Linked DNA regions of Mus musculus: all the other regions are linked to region 5. A link is a contact called in public HiCAR-type, Micro-C and promoter capture Hi-C data. All regions are on one chromosome and are shown on one strand. The core of a region is the stretch at or near the end of the contact, and the rest is flanking DNA. Distances in the headings are between cores, read along the strand shown. Region 1 holds the start of 2010001A14Rik (RIKEN cDNA 2010001A14 gene). Region 2 holds the start of Shmt1 (serine hydroxymethyltransferase 1 (soluble)). Region 3 holds the start of Smcr8 (Smith-Magenis syndrome chromosome region, candidate 8 homolog (human)). Region 4 holds the start of Mfap3 (microfibrillar-associated protein 3). Region 5 holds the start of Trim11 (tripartite motif-containing 11). Region 6 has its middle 46 kb from the start of Larp1. Region 7 holds the start of Map2k3 (mitogen-activated protein kinase kinase 3).

The links. Promoter capture Hi-C pulls out the DNA fragments that hold promoters and counts their contacts. Hi-C and Micro-C count contacts between places; a contact is called where the count stands out from the background. HiCAR-type assays count read pairs that join an accessible place to other places.
Region 1: a Micro-C map of the G1E-ER4 cell line shows a contact between it and region 5. The contact joins the promoter of 2010001A14Rik here to the promoter of Trim11 in region 5. A contact is called at or near these places in 1 of 39 promoter capture datasets (pre-B cells) and 1 of 484 Hi-C or Micro-C datasets (the G1E-ER4 cell line).
Region 2: a contact with region 5 is called in a promoter capture Hi-C map of liver, with 2.5 times the contacts expected there. The contact joins the promoter of Shmt1 here to the promoter of Trim11 in region 5. A contact is called at or near these places in 2 of 39 promoter capture datasets (both in liver) and 1 of 9 other capture datasets (liver).
Region 3: a contact with region 5 is called in a promoter capture Hi-C map of liver, with 3 times the contacts expected there. The contact joins the promoter of Smcr8 here to the promoter of Trim11 in region 5. A contact is called at or near these places in 1 of 39 promoter capture datasets (liver), 1 of 484 Hi-C or Micro-C datasets (B cells) and 1 of 115 datasets of contacts at active chromatin or transcription factors (thymic regulatory T cells).
Region 4: a contact with region 5 is called in a promoter capture Hi-C map of neutrophils, with 4 times the contacts expected there. The contact joins the promoter of Mfap3 here to the promoter of Trim11 in region 5. A contact is called at or near these places in 2 of 39 promoter capture datasets (neutrophils and pre-B cells).
Region 6: a HiCAR-type map of astrocytes shows a contact between it and region 5, with 3 times the contacts expected there. The contact joins the enhancer-like site here to the promoter of Trim11 in region 5. A contact is called at or near these places in 3 of 39 promoter capture datasets (hippocampal neurons and liver), 1 of 484 Hi-C or Micro-C datasets (CD4 T cells) and 2 of 115 datasets of contacts at active chromatin or transcription factors (astrocytes and pancreatic cancer cells).
Region 7: a contact with region 5 is called in a promoter capture Hi-C map of pre-B cells, with 3 times the contacts expected there. The contact joins the promoter of Map2k3 here to the promoter of Trim11 in region 5. A contact is called at or near these places in 2 of 39 promoter capture datasets (liver and pre-B cells).

The regions. Positions count from the first base shown.
Region 1 is chr11:57,799,537-57,803,704 of GRCm38.p6, forward strand. 2010001A14Rik (RIKEN cDNA 2010001A14 gene) reads right to left here and starts at 1,931. Exons shown (of 4, transcript NR_131042.1): 1 at 1,698-1,931. Sap30l (SAP30-like) reads left to right here and starts at 2,101. Exons shown (of 4, transcript NM_001081168.1): 1 at 2,101-2,753. The coding sequence starts at 2,556.
Region 2 is chr11:60,809,976-60,813,557 of GRCm38.p6, forward strand. Shmt1 (serine hydroxymethyltransferase 1 (soluble)) reads right to left here and starts at 1,290. Exons shown (of 12, transcript NM_009171.2): 1 at 929-1,290.
Region 3 is chr11:60,775,232-60,779,195 of GRCm38.p6, forward strand. Smcr8 (Smith-Magenis syndrome chromosome region, candidate 8 homolog (human)) reads left to right here and starts at 2,294. Exons shown (of 2, transcript NM_001085440.1): 1 at 2,294-3,964. The coding sequence starts at 2,797. Top3a (topoisomerase (DNA) III alpha) reads right to left here and starts at 2,134. Exons shown (of 19, transcript NM_009410.3): 1 at 1,691-2,134. The coding sequence starts at 1,870.
Region 4 is chr11:57,516,266-57,520,324 of GRCm38.p6, forward strand. It overlaps Mfap3 (microfibrillar-associated protein 3), which reads left to right and starts at 2,400. Exons shown (of 3, transcript NM_180599.1): 1 at 2,400-2,447. Fam114a2 (family with sequence similarity 114, member A2) reads right to left here and starts at 2,379. Exons shown (of 14, transcript NM_026342.3): 1 at 2,308-2,379.
Region 5 is chr11:58,976,726-58,980,689 of GRCm38.p6, forward strand. It overlaps Trim11 (tripartite motif-containing 11), which reads left to right and starts at 1,368. Exons shown (of 6, transcript NM_053168.2): 1 at 1,368-1,919. The coding sequence starts at 1,515.
Region 6 is chr11:57,961,147-57,965,001 of GRCm38.p6, forward strand. No RefSeq gene overlaps it. Among named protein-coding and RNA genes, the nearest start is that of Larp1, 46 kb to the right of the region's middle. Within about 2 kb of position 1,620, at least 400 of the 459 cell types and tissues checked have an H3K27ac peak or open chromatin away from gene starts, as enhancers often do. A contact at or near this core is called in astrocytes, hippocampal neurons, liver and 1 more, where this site is marked.
Region 7 is chr11:60,930,447-60,934,499 of GRCm38.p6, forward strand. It overlaps Map2k3 (mitogen-activated protein kinase kinase 3), which reads left to right and starts at 1,608. Exons shown (of 12, transcript NM_008928.5): 1 at 1,608-1,825. The coding sequence starts at 1,777. It overlaps Map2k3os (mitogen-activated protein kinase kinase 3, opposite strand), which reads right to left and starts at 1,421. Exons shown (of 2, transcript NR_027800.1): 1 at 1,120-1,421.

The DNA.
Region 1 (4,168 bases), core at 681-3,180, 1.2 Mb before region 5:
CATAGCCCAGGCTAGCCTCAAGTTCAATAAGAACTCCAGATCCCGCTACACACTTCCCAAGCAGTGGCATAGCAGGTGTGGACCACCGTGGAGCGCTCATTACTCAGCATTGACAAGGCGTTGTCAAGCGCTCGGAGATCTTTGCTACAGAGTTGCTGGTGAGTTTTAACACTTTCTGAAGATGTTTAATTTTGCTTCACCTCTTCTCGTTTGTAACTTTTAGAGTATTTTTTATAAGCAATTTCGTAATGGACACATTTTGTTTTGTTTTGTTATTTTGAGACAAGGTCTCACAAAACCAAGACTGACTTGCGAGCTATGTAGTCAAGAATGATCTTGAGGGGCTGGAGAGATGGTTCAGCGGTTAGGAGCACTGACTGTTATTCCAGAGTTCAATTCCTAGCAACCACATGGTGGCTCACAACCATCTGTAGTGGGATCTGATGCCCTTTTCTGGTGAGTACAAAGACAGCTACAGTGTATTCATATCCATAAAATAAATAAATAATTCTTTTAAGAAAAGAGAGAGAATGCCCTTGAACTTCAGATCTTCCTGCTGAAAGGTGGGACTACAGGCCAGTGCCGCCACATCCTGTTTAAGTAGTAATGTGGAACAAATCCAGAGCCTCGAGTGTGCTGATCCACTCTGCCACCAAATTACAGCCTCAGCCCCCACAGTGGCCTTAAATTTTTATCTGGTAGGTGTATTTTCTAACATACTGTCTCCTGTGTGAAATTAATAAAAGTAAACTGTACAAACGCACTTTTAGACCTCTGGAGAGAATTTAAGAGCTTTCCGGACACCCATCCCATAACCATACCTCTCCCCCACAACACTACTGACTGTAGGACCCGACCCTCAGAAAATTCCCTGTGTCCTTGCATCAAGGACGAGGTGACACCCTGGTCTTGGCAGGGTGCGGTGGCCTCCTCCCGGGTTGGTCTGAGTTAGCTTGAAGCAATAAAACTACAAATCAGTCTCTAACAAGTCTGAAGGTGAGTCCTCCGTTGGTGGCCTAAGGGCTTTTCACCTTTGCCTCAGCCCACAAAGTCCACCCTGAAGATCAACCCAGGCCAGGGTTGCTCTGACGCTGGGCTCTCCTCCTTAAGTCCCTTCTTCCTTGGTGCCCGCTGTACTCAAAGATTTCTAGTTCACCTGTCCGACCTCTCCTGTCTCTCAGTGCCTCTTTACGCGCATATGCACTTCCTCGTTAGCTTCATGTCCCACACCATGCACCCTGTCTCCCGCTGCCGCGTAGATCCTCCAGCCCAGGCTTTTCCGTTTTGCCCAGTCTGTTCTCCTGGCAGCACTTTCTCCCTAAGGTCTCCTTCCCATACCCTTCCCTTGTCCCTCAGTTTTCCTCCGCACGTCGATGCTTCAGTCCACTGCGAACGTGATCTCTGCTGCAAGTCTGTCCCTGCTTCCCGCAGACCCCACTCAACATAGGAGACCTTGCGGCCTGTCAGATCCGGCTTAGCATTTCGTTCCATAACCGGCTTGCTCACAACCCCACTATGGAGCCGGACCTCTGCTCAGGATCCCGCGCTGGGATTGGGAACCTGCTCAACATCCCATCCCGGAATGGAGACCCTGCGACCCTCCATATCCCGCTCAGCACCACTCCCTGAGGTGGAGGCCCCGCGTCCCTCCTGACCTAACACAGCATCTCGCCCCAGAGCCAGAGGACCTCGCTCACCATTCCTGGCCCGGACCAGGACATCTTGCATTCTTCCAGACCCCGTTCAGCATCCCTCGCGGAGCGAGGTCCCTATTTACCATCCTAACGGCCTAGAACATCCTGCATCCCTCCAGACCCATCTCAGCATCCCACTCCACAACCAGGACTAAACCTGCGGCCCGCTGTCCTCTCTAGCCCGGGTAACTCTTCCCTCTTGCACTTTCTCTACTTTGAACCCATCCCAGCAGAGTCCAGGAAGTAGCCTGGCACCGGAGACCGGCAGCGATGGCGCCCAATGGGAACTGCCAGCGGCGACGTGGGCCCCGCCTACATAAAGAATACGACCATTGAGCGCACAGAGGCGGGACTTCCGCTGTGCCGCGGCGGGCGGGGGAGCGCACTGTTGTGGTGCGGCGCGTCGGGCGGGCGGCGGCCGGGGCGGCCCAGGGGCTGCCGCGGGGACTCGGGGCGCCGCCGAGCGGCCAGGCGCTGGGGCGGCCCGAGCACACCGCGGGGCCCGGACACGGCAGGTTCGAGGCCGGGCCCCCGCGCGGGGAGCCACGGGGTGGAGACTTTGCCGCGCGGCGCGGAGCAGGCGGGAGCCGGCGGGGGCCTCGGGAGCCCCAGGGCGGCCGGGCCCGGATCCCGGGGGAAGCCTCGTGAGCCCCGGCCGGAGCCTCGGCGTGTGCATCCCCGCCGGGGCCCGGGCTGCAGGAGCACAGAGCAGCCGGGCCTCGCGGAGCTCGGAGCGCGCCTGACCCAGGGCGCACCGTGGGACCCGGGCGCGGGGCTGGCGAAGAGCTGCCCCGCGGGGCTAGCAGCCGCGGAGTGGCCTACAGGGGTCCTCCCCCGGAGGGGCCGGGCCGGGGCGGGGAGATGAACGGCTTCAGCACAGAGGAGGACAGCCGCGAAGGGCCCCCTGCCGCCCCCGCCGCCGCCCCGGGCTACGGCCAGAGCTGCTGCCTCATCGCGGACGGCGAGCGCTGCGTCCGGCCCGCGGGCAACGCCTCCTTCAGCAAGAGGGTGCAGAAAAGCATCTCGCAGAAGAAACTCAAGCTGGACATAGACAAGAGCGTGAGTCTCGGGGCATAGCGCAGGGCCGCGGGAAGGGACCCCGGGGACGCTCCGCGCGGTGGGCCTCGCCGCGCAGTCTGTGCAAAACAGGGGACTCAGGTTCTTGGAGGCCGCTCGGTGCTCCGCGACGCTGCCCGCGTCCCCGAGGGTGGGCTGGGAAACCAGGGAGGGCTTGGCACACTCTCCCTGCCTGGGAAAGCGACAGCAGTTTCCAGCTGTCACTGTTGCGCCGAATAGCAGAGCAGAGAGAGGTGGGTTACTTTTGCAAGAATTGGGCAAAAGAGGTGACAAGGGAACCGGGAGGATCTTCTCCAACTTCGTCCTCCCTCCAGGGACCTTGTCGCTCTTTCAGACACTAGCAAGGTGGCCGCGACTTTCCTGTCTGCCGCGGCCTCCGGTCTCTGCAGCGCAACACAGAGCCCGCTTCGCTGGCAGCGAATGAGTTTTTCTGAGATGTGGCAGAAATAAGGCCAAGGCCGGGTCTTAAATGATTTGCTGTGGATGTGATTGAAGGGGGCGGGGAATCAGCTTTCTTGCGGGGATTAGCATCTTTGGTAATGCCGTTGGAGGTGGAGAGGTGCAAATTTAAAATGGAATGAGATTGCCCTATGCCTTGTGGCTAATTATAAGAAACTTCCTGAGTGATTTCACCTACTCTGGTCCTCAAGATGTGCCTACTGCCAACCGGTTAAGAACTTTTCAGTTTGACATCTGTTGCTGCAAGCCCTGAGTGGCAGCTTCCAGGTTAGGAATTGAGACTGAGTTAAGGAACTTCTCATATTCAGGAGTTTGAATGATTACTGTTCAACGGTTTGGGGAAATCAGACATTGCTTGGTAGCGGGAAAGGGAGCCGATCTTTACACTTCTGATGTGGCAGAAACTGAGGCTGGGGGCGGGGGGGTAGGAAGCAATGGCGCCAAGAGCACACTGCACTTAAAAGCTGGCTAATTTCCTAAGCCCACTTATTGCCTGGCTTGCTTCCAAACCTTACACCCAGTTTTCATTCGTCTATAATAAATAAGATCATCATCCTTTCTTCTAGACTCTTCTCTTGCACACTCAGTTTTATTTAGTCAACCAGTAGAATCCAGCTCATTTGAAATCGTGCTGGGTTTTGTTTTTTGTTTTTTTATGATTGGGACCTTCCTTTTTACAAATGTCTTGTCAGTAAATAAATGAGTGAGTGAATGAATGAATGAATGAGATTACTCTGAAGCAAAGCTGGCTAAACCCTCAGGTGTCCCCTGCTAATCACACATGGGAGTGAAAGTGATCCCGAGACTGGGGATGAGTTTATCCACATGGAAACGGTGCCTGCCTCCCGTGTGGGCTGCTGGCAGTGCTCACATCTGGATGGTTTTGTTGTTGCAGTAAAGACTCCATTTATCCACTCACCCCATGGGGAAGCCATGTG
Region 2 (3,582 bases), core at 40-2,539, 1.8 Mb after region 5:
AGTTTTATGTTTTTAGAGAGGGTTTTTCTATGTAGACCAGGCTGGCCTTGAATTCACAGAGATCTTCCTGCGTGTGCCACCACCACTCCTGGCTTACTTAGGGCTTACTTAGGAAGAAGATCTTCACACTATAGACTTTTGATTATTTTGTTTTCCAAGACAGGGTCTCTCTGCAGAGCCCTGGCTGCTGAACTGTCGTTTTTGAGCTAACTTTGGGGAAAACATACAGCATTTCCTTATTACTGTCTATAGGTCTGCCAAAGTCCATACCCACGTGTTAGGCTGTAATGGGGACAGGAACAGTGCGAGTCTCTCTGTGCCCTGCTTTATAAAGAGAGGAGGCTCTCAAAGGCCTTGGAGTGGCTTTAACTAAGGTCATATAACAGAGGCAGAATGTGAACTCCTGTTTACTTTTGGTGCTTCCCAGAATCCTGGGTAACACAATTACTCACCTCCATTCAATTTCCCCTCAAGGAAGAAATTTTAAATGTATTCTGTACGGAGCCTAAACTGGTGTTTCTGGTCCAGCAACTGCCTGGCTCAATTAAACACATTTGTGCTTGCTTCAGCTAACCAAAGGTCACCTAACTTCCAGACCTTGAAATAGAGGCACTGGGCTAAGAACGCTACAAGCCAACCTGTCCCCTAGATAGAGTAACGCACTGCAGATAATCAGGGTTGTACTAGTAAATCAAAAGCAGTGATTACAGACAAACCTCGGAAGCTTCGTTAACATGTATAAACCAAGGGGTTCCATCCCAGCACCACATGAACCGAGAGCGATAGCTCTTACTGGTGAGGTGGAGGCAGAACCATTAGAAGTTCAAGGTCATCCTTGGCTACACATCAAGTTCGAGGACAGCATGTGTGACACTCACACCTCAAACAAAACAAAAAGAAACAATCGCAAAGATTAGAAATTACATACCTTGTATTAGGAGCGTGGATTTTGTGAAAAGGTTCCAACCCTTGGTGCAGGGTGGCCTCCAGTTCACTTGGTTTCGGGAGCTGGCCGTAAACGTCTGTTCCTCCGGTCTTTATGAAAGGGACTAAACGCGTTGTGGTGGCGCACGCCTTTAATCCCAGCACTAGGGAGGCAGAGGCAAGTGGATCGCCGAATTCCTGGAGAGCGCGCGGAAAGTGACCACAGCAACACCTCCAGCCGGAACCCCGCAGCGGGCTGTCCTAACAGCCCAGCACGTGCTCCGGGAACCAGCCTCCCCACCACGTGACACACCACGTCCGGGGGAAACCCAAACTTGGCGCGCAGAGGCCGGAGCTCCACTAAACTCTCCCCAGCGCAGCCTGGTCCCGCCCCGCCCCTACAGCGGCCCAATCAGTGGGAGCATCCAGGTAGAGCCCGCCCCCAGCTGCCCACGCGCGATTCGCCCGCGCTCAGAGCAGGGCAAAGCCTGACGGAAAAAAAAAAAAAAAAAAAGAGCTCTGAACTGGAGGGGGTGGGAAGGAGGAGGGGACTGGGCGGTTCCTTACCTTGGGACCTGGGACTTTTGGGCAGTATTGCTGATTGTAGGAGTGTTTTGTGATCCAGAAGACCTGGATAGGATTGGGGATCGAGCCTGGTTCGGGTTCAGTTTCCAGTAACTAATGCACAAGTGTCCAGGGGATCTGCCTCCAGAGTTCTAGGATTAAAAGTATGTGCTACCATGCCTGACATAAATAGATCTTTTTTTTTTTTTTTTTTTTTGGTTTTTTGAGACAGGGTTTTTCTGTCTAGCCCTGGCTGTCCTGGAACTCGCTCTGTAGACCAGGCTGGCCTCGAACTCAGAAATCCACCTGCCTCTGCCTCCCAAGTGCTGGATTAAAGGCGTGCGCCACCACCGCGGGTCCTGGTGTCAGCCCACAGTAATCCCTATCTCAAATAAATAAGTAAACAAAAAAACAAACAAGACAAACAAAAACCCAGCTGGCATGACCAGAACTCTACAGGCTTTGGCAGAGGGATCTTGAGACAGAGGGCAACCTGACTAAATACCAAGATTCAGGCTAGCTGGCTGTCTCAAATATTAAAATGAGGCTGGCTGTGTGGCTCGGTGTTAGAGAGCCTGCTTAGCCTAAACAAGAGTTTGCGTTGTTTGTGTTACACACGCTAGTAAAAACGAATGAAGCAAATCATATTGCCATGGGGCTAGAGAGATGGATCAGTGGTTAAGAGCATTTGTTGCTTTTGCCGAGGTCCTGAGTTCAATTCCCAGTACCCACATGGGTGGCTCACAACCATTTATACCTTCAGTTCCAGGGGCTCTGATGCACACTTCTGACCTCTGTGGCCAATGCATGCATGTGGTACACACATACATGCAGACAAACACTTGCATATATAAATAAAATAAATTTTTAAATATATATTATTGCCATGTGTGCATAAAAATATAAAAATACATTGTTTAGTAACAAAATTAATTTAAAATGATAAGATTTAAAAAATCATTTTAGAGTCAGGAGGTAGTAGTGCAGCCTTTAGTCCCAGCCCTCAGAAGGCAGAGGCAGGCAAAAGGGTGTTAAATCCCCTAGAACTGGAGTTATAGTTGGCTGTGAACCACCACAAGGGTTCAGAGAACAGAACCTTGGCCCTCTGCAAGAGCAGCAGTGCTCTTACCCACTGAGCCATCTCTCCAGCCCCTAATTTAAAAAAAAATAGATTTAAATAATAAAAATAAAAACAAAACCCCACAGGGCTGGAGAGATGGCTCAGCAGTTAAGAGCACTGCTGCTCTTCCAGAGGACCTGGGTTCAATTCCCAACACTCACATGGCAGCTCACAACAATCCGTACTCCAGTTCCAGGGGATTTAGCACCTTCGTATACATACAGGTAAAGTGTAACTTTGACAATATGTTCTCATTCTCTGGCTGATTCTGACTTCACCTGTGTCTAACTTGTTCTCTCTCTGCAACCTGTCTCTCTCTAACTGTCCCAGCAAAACTGCCTCCTCCTCCTCCTTTTTCTTTTCTCTCTGTGCTGTTCTCTCTTAAGTACCTGTATTAGTCAGGGTTCTCTAGAGTCACAGAACTTATGGGTAGTCTTTGATGACTTAGAATCTGAAGTCCAACTCCCCAACAATGGTCAACAGCAGCTGTGATTGGAAGTCCAAGGATCTAGCAGTTGCTCAGTCCCACAAGGCAAGCAGGCAAAGAAGACTGAATCTTCCTTCTTCCAATATCCTTATGTAGGCTTCCAGCAGAAAGTTGTGTCCCAGATTAAAGGGGTAAACCACCACCCCTGAATCTTGGACTTCCTTGTCCCAGGCTGACCTTGAACTCAGAGATCTCCTTGCCTCAGTCTCCAGGGATTAAAGCCATGTACTACCTTGCCTGAGCCTAAGCTTCTCATGGCCACTATGCCTCAAGATCTCCATGCCAAAGATCCAGGTCAGAAATATGTGTCTTTCAGTCTCAAGATCTGGATCACAGGTGAGCCTTCCAATTCTGGAGTGTAGTTCATTCCAGATATAGTCAATTTGACAAATAGGAATAGCCACTAGAGTATCCTCTCTTTTCTTTCTGTTCTTATGAGAGTTGGGAATATCCTATTTTGTCAAATCTTTCTCTGTTTCATCACTTT
Region 3 (3,964 bases), core at 1,044-3,543, 1.8 Mb after region 5:
TCATGTCATAGTCAGAACTACAAACACCACATTTCTGGCATTAAATATCAATTGCTTTAGCTGTTTGAGCTCATCTAGTTTCTCATCTTTTATTTCTTCCTACAAACTTAACTCTTACTTATCCTTACAGAACAACACAAATCTCAAAATATGGCTGACCAGGGGGCACGATTGAACTCCAAAGCGACTGACCGCCTTTCATTCTCTACCTCACCCCCATTGTCTCTATATAACCTGCCAGCTGGAGACAAGCTGTCTTCTAGGGTTGCCAGCCCTCTGAATAAAATACAGTTTTAAAGACTCAATTCCAATCTACTCAATGGTATGGACAAAGCAGCAACAATCTCTTTTATTCCAGCTTTGGCAGTCTCATTACTGTAGATGCCTTCTAAGTGTTGTGATGGTACAGGATTCAGAAGCCCTGGCTTGGTCTACATAGTGAGTTCCAGGACAAACAGGACTACACCACAGAGGAACCTGTCTCCAAAAACCAACCAACTAGCCATCGAGAGAAAGAGAGGGGGTGGGGGAGAGGGAGAAAAGAATCCCCGGCCAAGTGTGTGCGTGTATGGGGGGCAGGGGGCGCTCCTTAAAAAAAGACATTTAAGGGGCTGGAGAGATGACTCAATAGTTAAGAGCACTTGCTGCTCTTTCAGAGTACTTAGGTTCGATTCCCATATCTCACATAGTGGCTCACAACCAGATCTGATACCCTTTCTGGCCTCGGTGGGCATGTGTCTGATACACAGGCATACATGTAGGGAAAACACCCATAGACATTAAAAAATAAAAGAGAGAGAGATCTAAGCAGTAGTTAGGCTGAATGTCAGTCTGTAACCCCAGTACTTAGAAGACAGAGGCAAACAGATCTCCATTGTTCAAGGCCAGCCTGATCTACTTAGCAAGTTCCAGGACAGCCAGGGCTACATCGTGAGACCCCTGTCTCCAAAACAGAAAAGAAAAAATTATTACTCAAAGACATTTTTAAGAGGTGAAGTAGTTAGGGGCCAGCGCCCACCTAACCTTGGCTCCCCCTTCCGGGTATTTTAAAACTGGAGGCAGAGGTCTGGAGATCCAACTGTTTGCAAAGAAAAGGGAACAGCTCCTAGGAAGGGCCTCCAGCTGAATGATAACGCAACAGTCCTTGGGGTTTTACCCTTCTCACCTCCGTTTTGTCAGGAGACAATCCTATCTTTCGTGTATCTTAGAATCAGTCTATAGGAGTAGTAATTGACTTCTCTAGTTCCTAAACCTAAGTGTTACCCCTAGGGTGCCACCACCCTAGTCACAGGGTCTGCAGAAGGCAGGGACAGGATTCCATAAGTAAGGCTTGAACGCCAAGATAAAGGAGTTGGTTACCGCTTTCCAATACTACTGAACTTGTGATTGACCAAGGAAGAGTTTTAAAATACACGTGTTCTCACACTCCAGACCCAAAGAAGGGAGAGCAATGCTCCACTGGTATGTGAGCCGAGCAGACAGATCCGGCGAGCAAAGGTCTATCAAAAGCGTGAAAAGGTTTTACATTTACAAAAAGCCTGAAGGCTAGGGAGAAACCGAGAAGTGAGGGCGGCCGGGAGGGGCCTCTCGCAAAATAGGCGGAGTCGCTTTCGCCCGGGCTCCCGGTACCCAACGCGCTGTCGGACTTTGTGGGCGTTCCTCAGGGAAGCAGAACCCAAGTGCTTCTTACCCGCCTCATACGCCCGTTGGACAGCAAGTCGGCGATCCCCTTGGCAGCGTCGTTTTTCTCCGCCACGCAGAGAACTTTTCGCACTCCTCGGAAGGCCACTTCCATGGCAGCGCGGGACAGGGCACGGCCTCCAGGCCGTCGGTGCCACTGAAACGCTAAGAGGGTGACCGGGAAGATCATTCCCTAGGTCCTGCTCCAGCAGCAACTCCACGGGTGCCCGTGCATGCTGGAGAACCCAGAGGAAAAGCCACGAGGAACTGTGAGAGCCACCTTAATAAATGCAGTTTTTCCAGGCAACTGCCGCCTCGATCAGAAACCCACACGTCCGAGTCTCGCTTAAACTCGCGCTCACAGACAACTTCCGCCCACTGCGCCACTAAGCAGCCTTGAACTACAACTCCCAGAATGCCTCATGCCCTGTGCACGTTCCTCCAACACCGTTTCTCCTCCTCCCTTCCACCCCACTGTATTCTACTTTCCTTTTCTTTATGACAATGGGTAGTTAACGGGACTTGTCCTCTGGAAGATCTGATTGGCAGGGCCTCTTAAAAGGCGCCACTAACTTGGAAGTCTGTGTGGGCGTTTCCGGGTCACGCGACGCTGATGCTGGGGAGTCATGTGATACCAAGATGGCGGTGCCGCGGTAGCTTCCCTGGGACAGTACGGTCCTAGGAGCGGCGACAGTTTCTGCCCTTAGGTCGTGGGGAGACTCATTTGACTGATTCTGCGGTAGCCCGTGGCGAGGATTAATGACACGATCAGAGCTGGGACTGTTGATGTCGCCGGTAGGTTCCGGGGAGTGCTGGTGACCTAGCTTCAGGAACCTTGCGCCGGCCCGGGCAAACGCTGGAGAATGGCCAGCCTCCGTCATCTGGACCTGCAGCTTTGGAGTTCATGAGGCTTGCCCAGGGCATCACAGGTCCCAAACCTTGAGAGTCTGCGGCAATTCGAGTTCTTCGTTGTGTGACAGGGCAGTTTAGGATCCCCGGAAGTGCAAAGAAGGCCGCAAGAACTTCGTTTTCGCATCCAGAGGCCTGACTCTCCCTCCGACCAACCCTACATTATTTTCCATTTCCTCTCAATGTGCTTGCCATATTTCAGGAAATATGATCAGCGCCCCTGATGTGGTGGCCTTCACCAAGGAAGATGAATACGAGGAAGAACCTTACAATGAGCCCGCTTTGCCTGAGGAGTACTCAGTCCCTCTCTTTCCTTATGCCAGCCAGGGGGCAAACCCCTGGTCTAAACTGTCTGGGGCCAAGTTCTCCAGGGACTTCATCCTCATTTCCGAGTTCTCTGAGCAGGTGGGACCCCAGCCCTTGCTTACCATCCCCAATGACACCAAAGTTTTTGGCACTTTTGATCTTAATTACTTCTCTTTGCGGATTATGTCGGTGGATTACCAGGCTTCATTCGTAGGCCATCCTCCCGGTTCTGCCTACCCCAAGTTGAACTTTGTGGAAGACTCTAAAGTGGTACTGGGAGACTCTAAGGAAGGGGCCTTTGCATATGTGCACCACCTCACCTTGTACGACCTGGAGGCCAGGGGCTTTGTGAGGCCCTTTTGTATGGCTTATATCTCCGCAGACCAGCATAAAATCATGCAGCAGTTCCAAGAGCTCTCGGCCGAATTTTCCAAAGCATCTGAGTGCTTGAAGATGGGCAACAGGAAGGCATTCGCTGGGGAACTTGAAAAAAAGCTGAAAGACTTGGATTACACAAGGACAGTGCTACACACAGAAACCGAGATCCAGAAGAAAGCCAACGACAAGGGTTTTTATTCTTCTCAGGCGATTGAGAAAGCCAATGAACTGGCCAATGTGGAGAAGTCCATCATCGAACATCAAGATTTGCTGAGGCAGATCCGCTCATACCCTCGTCAGAAGACGAAGATCCCTGACTTGCAGCCTGGTGATACAGAGCATACCCAGGATCAGGCTGACCAGGTATCCACTACCTCTAATCCTGAGGAGTCCGCTAATGCAGACCTTTATACCTGCAGACCGGCTTACACCCCCAAACTCATCAAAGCAAAGTCCACCAAGTGTTTTGACAAGAAGTTGAAGACCTTGGAGGAACTCTGTGACACTGAGTATTTCACTCAGACCCTGGCCCAGCTTAGCCACATTGAACACATGTTCAGAGGAGACCTGTGCTACCTCCTGACCAGTCAGATTGACAGAGTGCTTCGAAAACAACAGCCCATAACGAATTTCCTCTTTGAAGATTTTGTAGAGGTGGATGACAGGATGGAAAAGCAAGAGAATGTACCCT
Region 4 (4,059 bases), core at 1,150-3,649, 1.5 Mb before region 5:
ATGCTTCTAATGCACTAAAAAAATTAACAAAAAAGGCAGATGGGTTATAGCACAATAATTGAAGAACATACAAAAAATACTTAGTGGCGTTTTGCCTTCAATCCCAGCACTTAGGACGGAGGCAAAGGCAGACCTCTGAGATTTCAAGGCCAGCCTGGTCTACAAAGTAGGTCTTAGGACAGAGATAGCTACATAGTGAGGCACTGTCTCAAAACACACACACACACACACACACCAAAACTTAAAGAATAGAGAAGACAGTCTAAGCATCAGAGAATGATTCATAAAGTGTACCTAGAGCAGTGATCACAAACTGGAAGTCTGTTAGCTAACTACAACTTACAGGGGTTTTTAATTAGTCCACACTGTTTAAACCTTTTTTTTAATTAGTTGCTAACATTTAAAGTCTCATCTTCCATAGAAACAAAATGACATTTCTAGGTCCCCTTGTAAAAGATAATGCAACAGGGACACTTAAGTAGGTAAGACCTATCTGGTGCCAAATGGCTGCTGAATCCTTTCGCATTTGAACAGCATTCTCTCATACTCTAGTATCTCCAAATTTATAGTATTCTTTTATAGTAATCCAATTAGACCATGCATGCATCTGTGTTTGTAATGTCTACCTTAAATATGCTTAAGATTTTAACGAATGAAAATGCCAATGAGATAAAGAAAAGTTCAGGCTTATGACAGTCAATCTCAGTTGCCAAACTGATATGCCTAGAACCACCAGAGAGTCCTCTGGGCACATCTGTGGAGACTGTCCTGCTGAGGTTAACAGACTCGGGAAGACCCATCTACTGTGGGTGGCACAATGACAAAGGCTGGGATCCTGGAAGGTGTCAAAAGGAGAAGCCAGCTGATGGCAAGCATTCCCTGCTCTCGGCTTCTAGACTGTGGGTGCAAAGTGACCAGTTTCCTACGTGACCTTCCTGCCACTGGACAAGCGAACTGTGACTCAGAATAAGATCGCCTTCCTTGTTTCTGTCTGGGTATCTTATCACAGCAACAGGAAGGTAAACAAACAAAGGGTATGGAGACAGCACAGAAGAAAGGTCAGGGAGCCATGATATAATCCCCTAGAGTCATGTCTCTATTAGGGAAGAAGCAAGGGTGACAGGCTAGAAAGGTAGACCAAGAATATGCTGCCTAGTGTTCTCCCTCCTCTCCTCTTCTTTTTCTGCTGCCATCTTGTCTCTCCCTCCCAATAAAACCTCTTCCACGTGAAAAAAAAAAAAAAAAAAGGTGTTGCCTAGACTCTATGGGTACACGATATGCATATATTAAACTGTCCCAAAAACTCATAGAAAAAAAAAATTCCATACACAAGTACCAATTGCCATGCAAACTAACTCAGAAAAATAGAAAAATAACTCGTTTAACTTATTCATGGCAAGAACCTTTTGCATATGGACCCAGTTCTGGAGACAGAGAAGATATGTAAGGCAATTTCTGCCCCTGTCAGTCCAAAGGCTGATCTAACAAAAAGACACCGACATGCTTGCCCAAAGTTCAGAAGGTGTTCTTGCAGCTGTATAGACACTGTTTTAGAGCTACCTTTTTCTTCTTTCTCCGAGTTACAACATATAATATATAGTCTCTCGATTTGCTCTATGTAAGCAAATAGAACGCACATATTGCATACGTTCATTTAAATTTTATGAAACTAGAACATTCCGATTAGTAAACTCCAGCTGTCCCTATTATTTCACTTGCACAATAGAGATTTTAATAAGCATCGAGGACGTGCCAAGAGTTTAGGCTGAGTCAGGAGACAAGATTCGTGAGTGGTGATGTCCCTCTCCACCGTTCCTATAAGTAAGATTAAACACATACCAGACATACGGAATTGTACTATTTAATGTTTTCCGGGTATGGTTTTTCCTGATTGGAGGAGAACAATCCAGGTGACTGGAGAAGTCAAACAAGGCGCCTCACAGTCGAGACACAAATATGCCCAGAGCACACGCGTGACCATCGCCTTTACCCGGAGGCGGCGTGGCTGGCGTGGCTGACTAGCTGGAAGCCGAGCCTGGGGTCAGCGCTGCCGCCGGTCCGTGCGACAGGGAGCCCCAGCTGCAGGCTGCGGCGACTCCCCAGCTAACGTGGCGGGTCTCTCGTCTCCGCACGTCCGCACGCAGGTCCCACCCCCAGGCCTCAGGTAAACAAGCTCTCCAGCCCTTCGGCCGGCAAGCCCACCAAACATGGCTGGAAGCGTTGCAGCCCCTCAACCCGTGACCCCGAGACCCCCCAGCCTTCGCCGCCCTCACCCGGAAGCCCCACAACCCCGACACCGCCCCTCACCGCGGCCACCGCCGCTCGCTCGCCGATCCGACCCGACCGTCGCGGAAGTACTCCTGACCTCAGCGCGGAGGCGGGGTCGCCGTCGAGGAGTACTTCCGGGTCAAGCATCCTCTAGGGCGGAAGGCGCTGACTGCAGAGAGGTGAGTGAATCCGCTGCTCCGGTGGCTTCCTGAGAGGTAAAGGATGCTTGAAGCTGGACACGGGGGATGCCAGGATGTCCGCCCTCCGTGAAGGCTGGGTGTGGGTGTCGGGGTTCCGCCATGAGGTATTTCCAGAATACTCGAGGGCCAGCGACGATCCGGGACACAAACTGGGAATTCAGGGCGGGCCCTGCTCTCAGCTCACTGCAAAGGTGGTGAGGAAGGGAGACCACCACCATCAAAACAACGGAATCTGAGGGGGTAGTTAAGTGCTTTCGTCCAAGTTTAAATGCGGTGATGGAACGGAACTGAGTGAGGAAGTGAGAAGGGGGAAGCCTGCCTGTAGGGAGGAGGAGTAGAGGTTTTGAATAAATAGTAAAGGGAGACGGGGGGGGGGGGGGGGGGCGGAGAACTTGGGCACTGGGTCTTTGTGAGGTCGGTGACCAGGCGTTTGACTTAAAATTTGGAACTCGATGGGAAGTAATTGATAGTTTCTAAGCAGGAGAGTGATATGCTTTTGATTTGTAATTTTAGATGTGCAGTGCATCGCTTCATTTGTCCCTGGGCAGTTTATCCAAGAAGACATTAAGCAAAATTGTGTTAAAATATGGGGTGGGGGGGGCACCTGAAACCCTAAAGACTTGCTTTCGAGTGTCTCGCTGTTGTGTTGTGTTGGTGTATAGCTAAGTGGGAGTGCGTTTGCCTGTCATGTGCAAGACCCTGGGTTTGATCCTGAGCACAAAAAAAAAAAAAAAAAAAAAAAAAAAAAAAAAGGAACAGATTCCCCTCCTCTGTTCAATCCCTTACATCAGTGTTCAGATGTAACTGCCACTTCCTAAAACCCTTCAAATGTTTGACTTTACTTTCAATAGTAATTCTTTACATTTCCGTATGCTGATATTCTCTACGACCTTACTAAATGCCTGTTCCTTTGAAGATTTGCAAGTTCAAGGCTAGCCTTGGCTACATTGTGAACTCTAGGCCAGCCAGAGCTAAGTAACCACATCCTGTCACAAACAAAAACGTCTGGTCCAACAAATAAACCAGAAAAAAGATTTCTTCTGGTTTTCTTTTGTAAAGGAAAAATGTATAGGAATGTATCTTGGGCCACTAGTAACTGTCTTGTCTTTTACATGTTGCCATTAGTATTATAGTGACAATTCTGAAAAATTTTGGTCTTAGAGTCCATTGCACTTAAACTTACCAAGAATTTTGAAGAGTTTTGTTTAAATAGATTACTACTGCCAGTACATTCCATTTAAGAAATCAAAACTACTCTCAAAAAAAGAAGTAGCTTTAAAATGGTAAGTCACTAAATGATAACTGACATTTCTATAAAGATTATTTTCCAGGTGAAGTACTGGCACAGGTCTGTGATCCCAGCATTTAGCAGATGGAGGTACAGGCAGGAGGGGAGCTCAAGTTTACCTTGGAGTGCAAATTCGAGGCCAGCCTGGACTACATGAGACCTTTCTCAGAAACACAGTTTCTCTAATTTCTCATGGGAAGCTGTTACTGGGGAAAGGAAATGATAAGCAAAAGGAACAACTAGAACCAGAATGTGAGGTTGAAGACAGTTTAGAGACAGTAGAGAGTAAGACACACGTAACTG
Region 5 (3,964 bases), core at 118-2,617:
TCTTCTCCTTATCTAAGTTTGCTTTCTTTTGATCTCTCTTTAAAAAGATATAGAAAATTTGTTATCGTTACTGAAAAAAATTATTTATATGCTGATAACTATAGCAAAAATTATACAGACTCTAGATGCCCTGTGCCACTGAGTTCTTTCCATTTTTATCATAGAAGATATTTTCCCTTTAATCTCTATCTCCTTAAAAACTTCGATTTACCAACTTAAACTATATTTGTCTACGATGTTTTATATTTAGTCTCTTTCCTCTTTTATTGTTTTCAAACTTAATACCTTACCGGTTCAGAAGTTTGGGGCTTTTTAGTCCCATAGCCGCTGCGGGAAAATGTTCCTTTTGTTCTTTAGTGCGTCTGCAGGCTCCACAGACCAGCAAGTGTCTACGGTGGCTAACTTCAACCCCTCAGCTCAGTTCAGGAGGCTGCCCCCATTGTTTCCATCTTTCTGCAGGCCCTTCCGACCTGCTGCTCGAGAATGGCTTTAGGTCTTTACCTGCAGCCACCGGCTGAAAGCCAGGCCTATGTGCCCCAGCTCTGGATCGCAAACTGCGCTTGGTTCGTGCAGCTCTGAGAAGCTGCTCGCCTGCGGGCCACGCCAGAGGCTCGTGGCCGGCCGCTGCCTGACTCAGCAGCCGCGGGAGTGCTAGACCCGGGCCGCTGCAGACGCAGGCTGGAGTGCGTTCCGGCTCGCTACCCAGTTGCTTATAGACGGCCGCTCAAGCGCTCAGCCCGCCGCTACGGGAAATCTTACGGGAGAGAAGCCGTGCCTGGCTTTCTAGTTTAGCACTCGCTGTCCACAACTTTTCTAAGTTGCTGGCCCCAGCAACGTCAGATACACTCGCGGCAGAAGTTGTGGCCGCAGACGGTCACCACCATAAGCTTTGACTGTTTCCTGATTCGTGCATAATCATCCCGTTATTCTAAGTTCTGCCACACGTGGCTGGTTACCTGGTTCTCAGTTTTTGCTGCTATCTCCATCAGCGTTCTGGGGCCAAACTTGCGTCGGTGTCGATCCCGGCATCCACCCCGGCCCCTCTCTTTTCCAGGCATCACACCTTCTAATTTCCTGCCTAAGCTCACTGGCCATTGTATTGACCGGAGAAAGGTTTACACAGTGCACAAGAGATTAGCTACAGAACCCATGGCCAAAGTTTGCAGCATCCGGATCTTGGGGTGCGGGGACACCACCTGCGGAGACTTGTCACCGCAAGAGAGGCGAAAATGCGATCTCTTGCACTATAATTCGATTCCGACCCCGAGCCCCGATACACAGCGGCCAACCCAAGAACAAACGGGTTCTAAAAAATAATAAAAACTAGCTTCCTGCTTCCGCTGTGGTTTCTCTTCCGGCGGAAGTCTGAGAGCTTAGTGCCGGATGTACCCACTACCCAGGAGGCTGAGAGTGCCGCTACCTGCTCCTGGCCCGTTCCCACTGCGCTCTCGCGGCGGAGTTGCCCGATCCCGGTGCACCACGAAAAGCTCGATCCAGGCGCAGACGCCAGCACCATGGCTGCCCCAGACTTGTCCACCAACCTCCAGGAGGAGGCCACCTGCGCCATCTGCCTGGATTACTTCACCGACCCGGTGATGACCGACTGCGGCCACAACTTCTGCCGCGAGTGCATCCGACGTTGCTGGGGCCAGCCCGAGGGCCCATACGCGTGCCCCGAGTGTCGCGAGCTGTCGGCGCAGAGGAACCTACGGCCCAACCGCCCGCTCGCCAAAATGGCAGAAATGGCACGACGCCTGCACCCGCCTTCTCCGGTCCCGCAGGGCGTCTGTGCGGCGCACCGCGAGCCGCTGACCACCTTCTGCGGCGACGACCTCAGCCTGCTGTGCCCCATCTGCGAGCGTTCGGAGCACTGGACTCACCGGGTGAGACCGCTGCAGGAGGCGGCGGACGACCTCAAGGTGCGTTCCATTGGGTGCAGCCGGCCAGTGCCCGGTGCGAAGGGATGTCCCGTTACTGCCCTGCCCTGAGTTGAGGAAGTGTGAGTTACAGTTAACTTGATCCTGTGACGGGGTCGGGATTGTAGCCTGTCTTATTCCAGGATGAGATGCACGTGCATTCTGGGGAAAACCGGGTGTTGGTAGTCAGTCCAGACTCAGCTTGGAGAGCTTGTGAAGGGGCCCGCTGTCAGATCAACAGTTTGGCCTGTGTCAGAGTTGATACTCTGCCAGTGTGTCCCCATCACTGCATGAACTTGGGTGACCAGAATAAACCAGGCACCAAGTCTCCTTTACTTTGGACTTTAGCACAAAGGTGAACTTATAAACTTATAAACTTAAAAAGCTTATAAACAGAGATCGTCCCAGTAATTTTTCATTTCGTTTCGTCCATACCCGGTTTACCGATGATTGGTTGGCAGGTTTACCCCCCTGCCACCAAACCCCTTAATGGTGCTGAAAGAGACCCACATCTCTCCACGAATGACATGATAAGCCCTGAAGGGACAACACTAAAGCTGCTCTATTGCCAAAAAAGAAAACCTTTGTCCTCTGTCCTGTTAAGTTCACTGTCTGAACAACAGACAAGACAGATCAGCTTAAGTAACACTAAGTTTCTCTTGCATAGGGGTTCACACAAGAAAAGAGAAAGAAAAGCTCAGAGAAGCAGTTACCCTTAGGCCTTTTATCCCAAAAGGTGTGGAGTTACCAGAAAGAGACCTTGTGAAATAGGAAATGATTGTGAAATAGGAGGCTGATGGCAGAGAGGGTGTCTCCCTCCTGCAGAATGGATGCTCTGTCTTGCGTACGCTTAGGTATCTGTGGCTGTTCAGCACAGGAGCAGGTTTGGGTGTGGGGGACACAGCCTGCTTTCTGGTAACGCCAGGAAATGGGCAGATAGCTCTTCCCTGTGACCAGTGGGCCTGCAGTGAGCCATCCCTCCACTCACTAGAGTTTGGGAGGGGTTCTTTAGGCCATGCTGGCCTACGTGGTCCTGGTGACAAGTTCACTCTTTGGCTCTGGGGCCATGAGTGAGTAGTATCCAGAAGAGAACCAAAGAGACGGAGGAGGGATTACATCGGCAGGAACCAGGAGCTGAGGGGAGAGCAAGCCCAGGCCTATCCCAGGGCCTCCTGGGCTCCACTCCACTCTCACCACACCCAGGGTAGGAAGTCTGGGTCATTACCTAACCAGTGGTAGGGTTGCATGTGGCCAGAGCTCGAGGCCTTTGCCAAAGTGTGTGCAGGCTGCTGTTGCTTCACAGCTGTTTACAATACTGCTCCTGACTTAAGCATTGAAAATAGGGGCTGGCAAGATGGCTCGGGCGGTTGAAAGAGTGCACTGCTTCTCCAGATTTTCGGAGTTTAGTTCCCAGCACTCGGGTTCTGAGCAGCTCAGGGCTGCCTGTAACTCCAGCTGTAAGGGGATCTGACCTGTCTGGCCTCTACAGGCCTGGCTACTTAAGTGCACTTCCACTTGCTGACACTAATAAAAATTTTTGTTTTTTTTTTTTAAGTGAGAAAATGGCTGGGAGTGGTTTCTTAGCATGCACAAGGTCCAGGGTTACAGGAGAAAACGCTGGAAAGACTCGGGCAGAGCTCAGAACAGAGCCTGGAGGTGTACGTGATGGGGTGGGGGTGGGGGGCAGAGTGAGGGGTATGCCTGATGTTTCCAGAGTAAGGCAGCCTCTGGGATAGGCCTGTGGCTTCTCTGGCAGCTGCAAAAAAGTGGGAAAGGAAACTGGACCAGGTCCGACCTAAGAAAATACAGCCAGACCATGAGGGACTCTGAGGGAAGCTGCTGTGGGAAGAAGCCATATCTAGTTTGAACTCCCATGGTGCATTCCCCACTCTGTCTTACCGACAACTATGGTCCAAGGCCCTGGATGCTGTCCAAGCTCAAGGCATGTCTAGTAAGGGCCATTTCCTGGCTCAAAGGTGGCTCCCTTCTGGGTGTGTTCTCGTATTTCCAGAAGAAGGGGCGGGAACTCTCTAATCCCATCCAGAGAG
Region 6 (3,855 bases), core at 370-2,869, 1.0 Mb before region 5:
AGAGGGCAAGGCGCCTACGGACCCGACTGCTCGTTACTGGATGTATCACATGGGTAGGCGCAGTTATCCATCGGCCTCCTGCCTCCCCTTAGTAAGGTAAGGGCTCTGAGGCTGACATATGCATGCTGAGTGCTTTGGGCAAAACATGTGTACCTTCCTGCTCCTCCAAAGCTGGGAGGGCCTGTGTCCTCATCCTCCACGGAAGACTGCCAAAATGAGCCAAGAAAACAGCAAACTGGCATCAAGCCTGTAATCCCTGATGGGTGCTGGTGCACACCTGTACTCCCAGCACTCAGGGGGGCAGAAGCAAGCAGATCTCAGTTCAAGGCCAGCCTGGTCTACAGAGCCAGTTCCCGGAAAGCCAGGGCTACACAAACTCAAAAACAAACACAAACCTGTAATCCCAGCACTGGAGAGGAGACTAGAGTGTTAGAATTCAAGGTCATCTTCAGCTACAAGGTGAAAGCCCCCAGCCGATATAAAAATATGAGACCCTGTCTTAAATAAATAAATAAATAAATAAATAAATAAATAAATAAGGGGCTGGAGAGATGACTCAGCAGGTAAGAGCGCTGGCTGCTCTTCCAGAGGACCAGGGTTCAGTTCCCAGAACCCATATAAGTAGTTCACATCCATCTTTAACTCCAGCTCAGCAGAATTCCGTGCTTTTTTCTGATCTCTGCAGGCACCACACATGCACACATGCAAGGGACACATACAAATATATCCAAACAAAACACCGATGATAATGATGATGGTGATGATGGTGATGATTTAATACCAATACTTGAGAGACAGAACTCACAAAAGGTCTCTGCGAGTTCGAGGTCAGCCAAGGCTACACAAAGAAACCTTGTCTGGAAAAAAAAATCAATAACTAGATTCACAAAACGCTATGGTTCCTAGATACATTTTCATCTTTTTGTTATTATTATTTTTTTAACTCATATTACAATGTAGCCCAACCTGGCCTCAAATTCCCAGCAATCTTCCTGCCTCTGCCCTGTAGACCAAACTGTCCCTACTGAAGGCATACACCTGGCCTTAAGGATTTTGTTTGTTTGCTTTTAATTTTCCTACTTTATATTTCATTTTGAGGCAGGGTCTCTAGCTAACCTGGAACTGTGTAGACCAGGCTGTTCTCAAACCCATTCATCTACATTACAAAAAAATTTCTGTGAAAACTTCGCCAGTGCCTTCCAGATTCAGCCAGGAGGCAGATCTGTTTGGCTTTCAGTTCCCATCTGTGGTGCGCAGGGTAAACCGTCTCGGCCTGTCCGCCCGCCCCTGGGAACCCGGCTGAGTCTACCCTTCTCTAGACTCAGGCTCAGGCCAGATTCCCCAGGCCTCTGCAGCGGATGATTATCCAAGCAGGCCCAATCCACCCTGACAAAGGCAGTGCGGCTGGGGGGTGTGGCCACGGGCGGCGCGTGCACACGGCGGGGATGCGGATGAATGTAGATGAATGTAGATGAGGTGTGGTACCCAGCACCCCTGCAGCTCTCTTCGTGCCCTCTCTCTAGGTTTTCCTGCCTAGGTTAGCTTCCTGATCTAGGAGTCCTGTTGTCCTTCCTCCCCTACTCCCCGTGCCCTCTGGTTTCGCTTTCGTTCCTTCGGTTCTCCACCCCTATCCCCAATCCTCGGCTCGGGCTGAGTCATCGCTCTCTAGCCCCAGAGAGCGGCTAGCAGAGCGGGAAATTCAGCGGGGGCTCAGTCACAGCATTGTCCTGGGGCTGGCCATCGCCCCGACTCGCCCCTGCTAAGGCTGCTTTAATATGTTCTCTGGAAGATCTCCTACGCAGGATGGATCTACCAGAGTGCAAACGGAACGTGAGCGGTTGTCCAGGACAGGCATTGCACCTAGGAAGCTCATGGACACATACGGTCTGCACCTCATCTTTGCTCCATACAGTGTGACCAGTTGCCAGTATTAACATATATTTAGTAGAGAAAATTACATTCCCAATTCCAATAAAGGTAGCCTGTTTTCGGTTTCGCTCCGCACCCCCTGGAGTGGGGGGCGTGTTCACCTCCCAAGTGCTGGGATTACAGGACTGTGCCATCACGCGGGGCTGCCTCCTTTCCTATATAAATTGAAGACAAAAATGGGTGGCAGAAATTGATGAGGGGAGTTACAGTGAGCCCCAATTGTGAAATAGTTTGGTTCCATAATTAACCTAGAGGACAGAACAGTTTCAGGTGTATTTCTAGAAGAGGGTAGGGAGCCAGCACGAGGTAGCTGCTTCCCACACTTTTCCTTGCAGTAGCAGTGGAGACAAGACTGAGAAAGACGAAAGAAGGGCGCGTAAACTGACCATCGATGTGGCCGTCACTGGCTGGTTCATGATCATCATCTCCGGATCCAGACTGTGGTCTCAGGGCTGCACAGACAATGGCTGTTTTACTTGGCATTGGATGTGGAACCCTTCTCATCTTGGAAGAAGCAGGTGCTGAGGTAGTAGGGTGGGGTGGTTTCCAGCCTCCAAATGCTGAAGTTGTGCAGTGCGGCCTTAGACTAGGGTGGTGAGGCCCTGGGTTCCTGGACTCTGGTGCAGAGTGGCTGGCCCGGGGTGGGGGGTGGGGAGGTGGAGGGTGTGTCCTGGCATGAAGAGCCAGCCAACTCTACCCTCTGCCTATTCTCACCCATTCAACTGGAAACAAAGTGAATTATTTCAGAGAAATAATAAGACTGAACAGGTGTCTCCTGGTAGGATCTTTTTTTTTTTTCTTTTTTTGTTTTGTTTTTTCGAAACAGGGTTTCTCTGTGTAGTCCTGGCTGTCCTGGAACTCACTTTGTAGACCAGGCTGGCCTCGAACTCAGAAATCCGCCTGCCTCTGCCTCCCAAGTGCTGGGATTAAAGGTGGCGTGCGCCACCACGTCCGGCATCTAGTAGGATCTTTAAGTGAGAGTTCCTTATTTTTAATTTTATTTATTATTACTTTTACAATTATTTGTTGCCGGGCGGTGGTGGCGCACGCCACCTTCTTGTTGTTTTATTAGACATGGGGGTCTTACTATGTAGCAAGCCTAGAACCCCCAGCTACAGACAGGCCAGGCTGTTTCAGAACTTTCAAAGGTCTTGTCTCCACCTCCCAAATGCCAAGCCACAGGCATGTACCAAGGCTGGCTTACATATACCATCTATGAACCTGACTCATCTAGCCACTGTGCTAAGGATCAGCTAATGTGCACACATACACACATTTTACCTGACATTTAGTGGTCTCACCTGTTTATGGGGGGAAATAATTTTTTACAGAGAGCTGGGGTTGGTAAAGATATTTCAATACAGGTTAAGCAAGAGAGTTATGGGAAGCAGTGGTGGCACACACCTTTAGTCCCAGGATTTGGGAGGCAGAGGTAGGCGAATCTCTGAGTTTGAGACCAGCCTGGTCTAGAGAGAGACAGAGTACCAGGACAGCCAGGGCTACAGAGGAGAAATCCTGTTTTGAAGAGAGAGAGAGAGAGAGAGAGAAGAATGCTCAGAAAGAAAGAAGCAATTGACAGAAACCTGCTTTGCTGCTGCACTTCCAAAGCCTGAGTGAATTCCCCTGGCGTGCTGACTCCACAGTCCCAGGAACCCATTACTGTACTAATAAGAAACCTGAGAATTCAATGAATAATTCCTGAGCTCGCTGGCTGGGCCCTCTCTGGAAGGAGAGAGTTGCACAGGCAATTTCTTCCGGAGAGAAGTGTAGGGTTGTAAAATGAAGGGAGGAACCCAGGGTGCCTGTCTGGAAAAGGGCCCTGGAGACCTCATTGCCATATGAGTCTCCCCATTAAGTGGGTTCATCTGACTGCTCCTCTCCAGAGTGGGGTGTGGTGGTCCCTATCATCCTAGCTCTTGCGAGGTA
Region 7 (4,053 bases), core at 358-2,857, 2.0 Mb after region 5:
GGGTCTGCTCTCCCGGGAGTCAGAGTAAGAGATGGCCTGCTGGGATCTGAGTCTAGTGCTCTGGCCAGTTTCTGAGTGGTCATGAACTTCCCCCAGCTAACTGTGACACTTAGGGACAGGAGGGTAACAGATGCTGTTGGCAGAGGTGGCCAGAGAGAAAAAGTCTTCCATCATGCCCCTCATTCCAGCAGCTGACTGGCTTGCTGGTGCAGCCTAGCCTGGCTTCCTGAGCAGGTCTCCACTCCCTGCCCTGGCCTTTCTGTTTCTTCCAAGGATGGTCTCTTACCTCTCTTTCTGATGACTAGTCCAGGAAGGTCACCTTCTTTGACCCCACCCAGGTGAGGCAGGGCCTCTTAGGACTCTTGTATCTATTTATAGCACCCCACATGGAGTCTGTGATCCCTGGGCTGTTTGTCAAGTTCTCTGACTAACCCATTAAACTCCTCCTGTTTGAGGGCCTTGTCTGAGTCACCCTGGTGCCCAAGAGCCTGGCACGGGACTAGTCACTTTACCCATGTCTGTGGCATGCTTTTCCTACTTCCTCTGTTCATTCCTTAAATATTTCTTAGGCACCTACTATGTGCATGGCTCTGGGCTAAGCCTTGGGATTCAGCAGAGGATGAGACATTCAGGATTCCTAATGGGGAGGGGCACGTGGCACGGGAGGAGGGCTGCGGTAGAAATCAAATATGCAAGCCAGGCATTCGGGGCCTGAGTGTTGGCCAGAGAGCTAAGACTTACTCCAGCTCCGACTGACTCCTTGACCTTGTGCTTCTTGCCCTCACTAGACCTGACTTTCCAATCGACCCCAGAGATTCCTGGTTAGTGTGAGGACAGAGGCTCAGCGACCGACGGCCGAGATGGAACCCCAGTCAAGGCTGGCAAAAGGTATTTCAGTGTTTGGAATGACACTTTGTTTAATCGGAGACTACTCCCCAGCCCGGAGAGTGGAGCTGCTATAATGTTACAACCAGTTACTTTGTCACTAGGCAAAGGTTAGCCACTGAATTCCCCGCTCCCTAGGTGCTGGCGTGCCAGGTGCTTGTAGAGGCTGGACTTAAACGCGTGCTCGTTCAGCAAGGCGCAGTAAACTCTTTCCCACAGTCGGTGAACACTCACCTGGCACGCGCCCGCCGTGGGATCGCTCTTTTCCTGCTGCCCTAGGAGGCAAGCCGGTGGTCGCCGCTCTCTTCAGGGGAGCACATGGACGCTCATCCTCGGTATGGCTCAGCCATTTAGGAGTCTAGTCTCACTCAGGGAACACTTTTAACCCCACGGAGCACATCGGCCCTGCCCTGCCCCCCTAGAGATCTTGGGATTTTCCAGATTGCGACCCGCACACGCTGTGCCATAGGGGGGCACAGGCTGGGGCACCCAGGACCACGCCAGCACAATCCCCCGAGTGGGTAGGGCAGTCATCTAGACGGCAAGAGGGCGGAGCCGAGCTGTACTAAGGGGAAAGCTGGGTTGGATTCCGGCTCTTGGAGGGTGGGGTTTGTGCGTGACAGTCCGGGCGGCGTCTGATAGGCTGGGGCCTTTTCAGGCGGGCCAATCAGTACGATGGGCGGGGCCTGCGTGGCGCCGTCGGCAGGCGTCCGGCGCTGCCCAGTGTGGCTTTGGCGCCGCCCGCCTCGGACGCTTGGAACCGTCGCGTCTGTGTCGCCTGTCGCCCATCGCCTGCCGCCGCTGCCAGCCACCAGCAGCCATGAGCGCGCCCGGCCCCGGTGTAGTCTGCTGTCCTCTAGATTAGTGCTCTCCGCCGCGACGGTCCGCAGCATGGAGTCGCCCGCCGCGAGCCCGCCGGCCAGCTTGCCTCAGACCAAAGGTAGGCTCTCCCGCCCTGTTGCGCGGCCCGTGCCACATTCAATTTGAGTCCGCCCGTGATCCTGGGCTCCCTTCCGGGCTGGGCACAGACGTCTGCACTCCAACCCAGGACTGGGTCCAGCCCAAGCCCGGGACCTCACGGGACCTTATTGGAATCCGGATCTTAGGCCGTGGGACTTCACCCAGGCAGGACCTAGTTCTCGCTCCACTCCCAAGTCTGTAGCCTCACCGTGAGCTCCTCATTTAGGCTTCCGGGCTTCATCCTGGACTCAGGGATTTCAGTGATCCCTGCTAGAGGGTCTTTGGGCTGCTCTAGCCCTCTCAGGCCAGGCTCTTGGATTTTGTCCAGGCTGGAATTTACTCTGGGCCCCAGGGCTGTGTTCCCAATGCCGGAAACCTGTCTACTCAGAGCTCCTCCACTCTTCCAACTCCTTCCATCCTTGTGAATCCTCCTTTGCCCCATGTCTTGCTGGCCTGCTCACTGGCTGCCTGCACTCCTCCCTAAGGCTGTCCCTGTAGAACTTCCTGGCGTCTCCACTTCGCAGCTCTGCCCATGCTACCTGCTACTCAGTTGCAGTCTTCTCACTGAGTTTCCCGAGCTGACCGATTCTTGCACCTAGTGTTTCTTAGTCTGCTCTTAGACGTGCTGTTTGGTCCTTGGGCTAGCAGCAGGCCAGGGGCTGGCTGTGCAAAGCTTGTCCTTCTCCAATTAACTGTCTTTCCTGGAAATTTCTGTGAGGTGGCAGTGGTGCTGCGTGGGCTGCAGCAGCAGCATTTGTCATGGGAAGTGAGGGGGACAAGATTTGGAGGTCAGAATGCTTTTTTTTTTTCTCCAGGAAGAGAGAAGGATGTTTTTTTTTGACATGTCAGAGACTCAGTAGGGTTGATCTGCAGAAAAGATTTCCAAGCTGGACCTGGAGATATGAATGGGTTGACCCTCTGAATTCTGAACTGCTTCACCTGGCTAGTCTCTGGGCATGTCTAGGACTTATTAATGAAATGGATATTAGGGGCGTGATGTGAGATTGAATGTAGAGTGGTTTGAAGCAAGCACGTCTGAGATGATCGAGAACCCAGCATAGCGCCCAGCACATAGTAGGTACCCAGGGGCAAATAGTTGTTGCACTTCCTTGACTATCTCCAGCTTTCCTGCTGCAACGCTGGGCCCAGTTTTGGATTGCAGCTGCAGAGCACAGAGGACAGGGATGGCGGGCACCTAAGAGGGTACTTGTGCAGTGGTGGCCTTCTCTCCTTCTGACCTAGGAAACCTCAACCTCAGGAGTCCTGGTCCTGGTCAGGTTGTCCTGAGCAGGCGGGGGCCTTTTGGGTCCCCTACAGCTGGCTTCCATGGCCCTGCAGGAGCCTAGTGGACGGGGTAATTGCATCTTACATAAGTGGGAGGCCAGATCCCTGACCATTGCCCAACTTCTGTGAGTAACTAGGGAGGCACTTATTGGGGGAGGTGGCTGGGGAGGACCTTGCAGTGCAGACCTCGTGGAACTTGAGAACCAGGAAATTAGATGCTGCTCCACTCAGGAAGGGTTTGGAAGCAGTGTTTGTTTTGGAGGCATTTCAGCTCTTCCAGGCAAGAGATGCCTCACCAAAATAAAAGTTGCAGTTGCAGATCACAGCCGGAGAGATTGTGAGTGATAGGGAGAGACCATGGGCTTTCATGTGCTTGGTGACTTGAGGCCTGGCACTGGACGTTCCGGGCCTCTCTTCTGAGTGTGAGTTTGCAGATTGTAGGTTAGGTAACATGGTATTGGATGGTTTGGGTGGAGGCTTTTTCCTGGGCCAGAATCCCTGTAGCCTTTTAGGGGTCTGGAGATAGCTGTAGTGGGAAACTGACAATATCCATTCACCAAAACTCTAAGAGGTTTTTTTTTTTCTTTTTTCCACGTGTTATACATTGCTTTATTACTCATCACCCCATTTGCCCATAAACAGAGGCTGGGGAACACTTACCATTCACAGAGGCTGCACAGCTATGTTGGCAGAGCACAGCTACAGCAGGTTCTATGATGATCTCCTTCCATCCCGTTCCCATGTGAGGTGCTTAGGGGAGCCATGGGACCCTGGGACCCTGGCTATCACCCCCATGTTCACTGGAGCGTGAGGTCTGCTGAAGCAGAGGACCACCTATCATGCACGCAGTCTTTACAGTGGATGCTTCCCTCAGTGTGACCCTGCAACTGGTGCAAAGTGGAGACCTTGGCGAGGCCATACCAA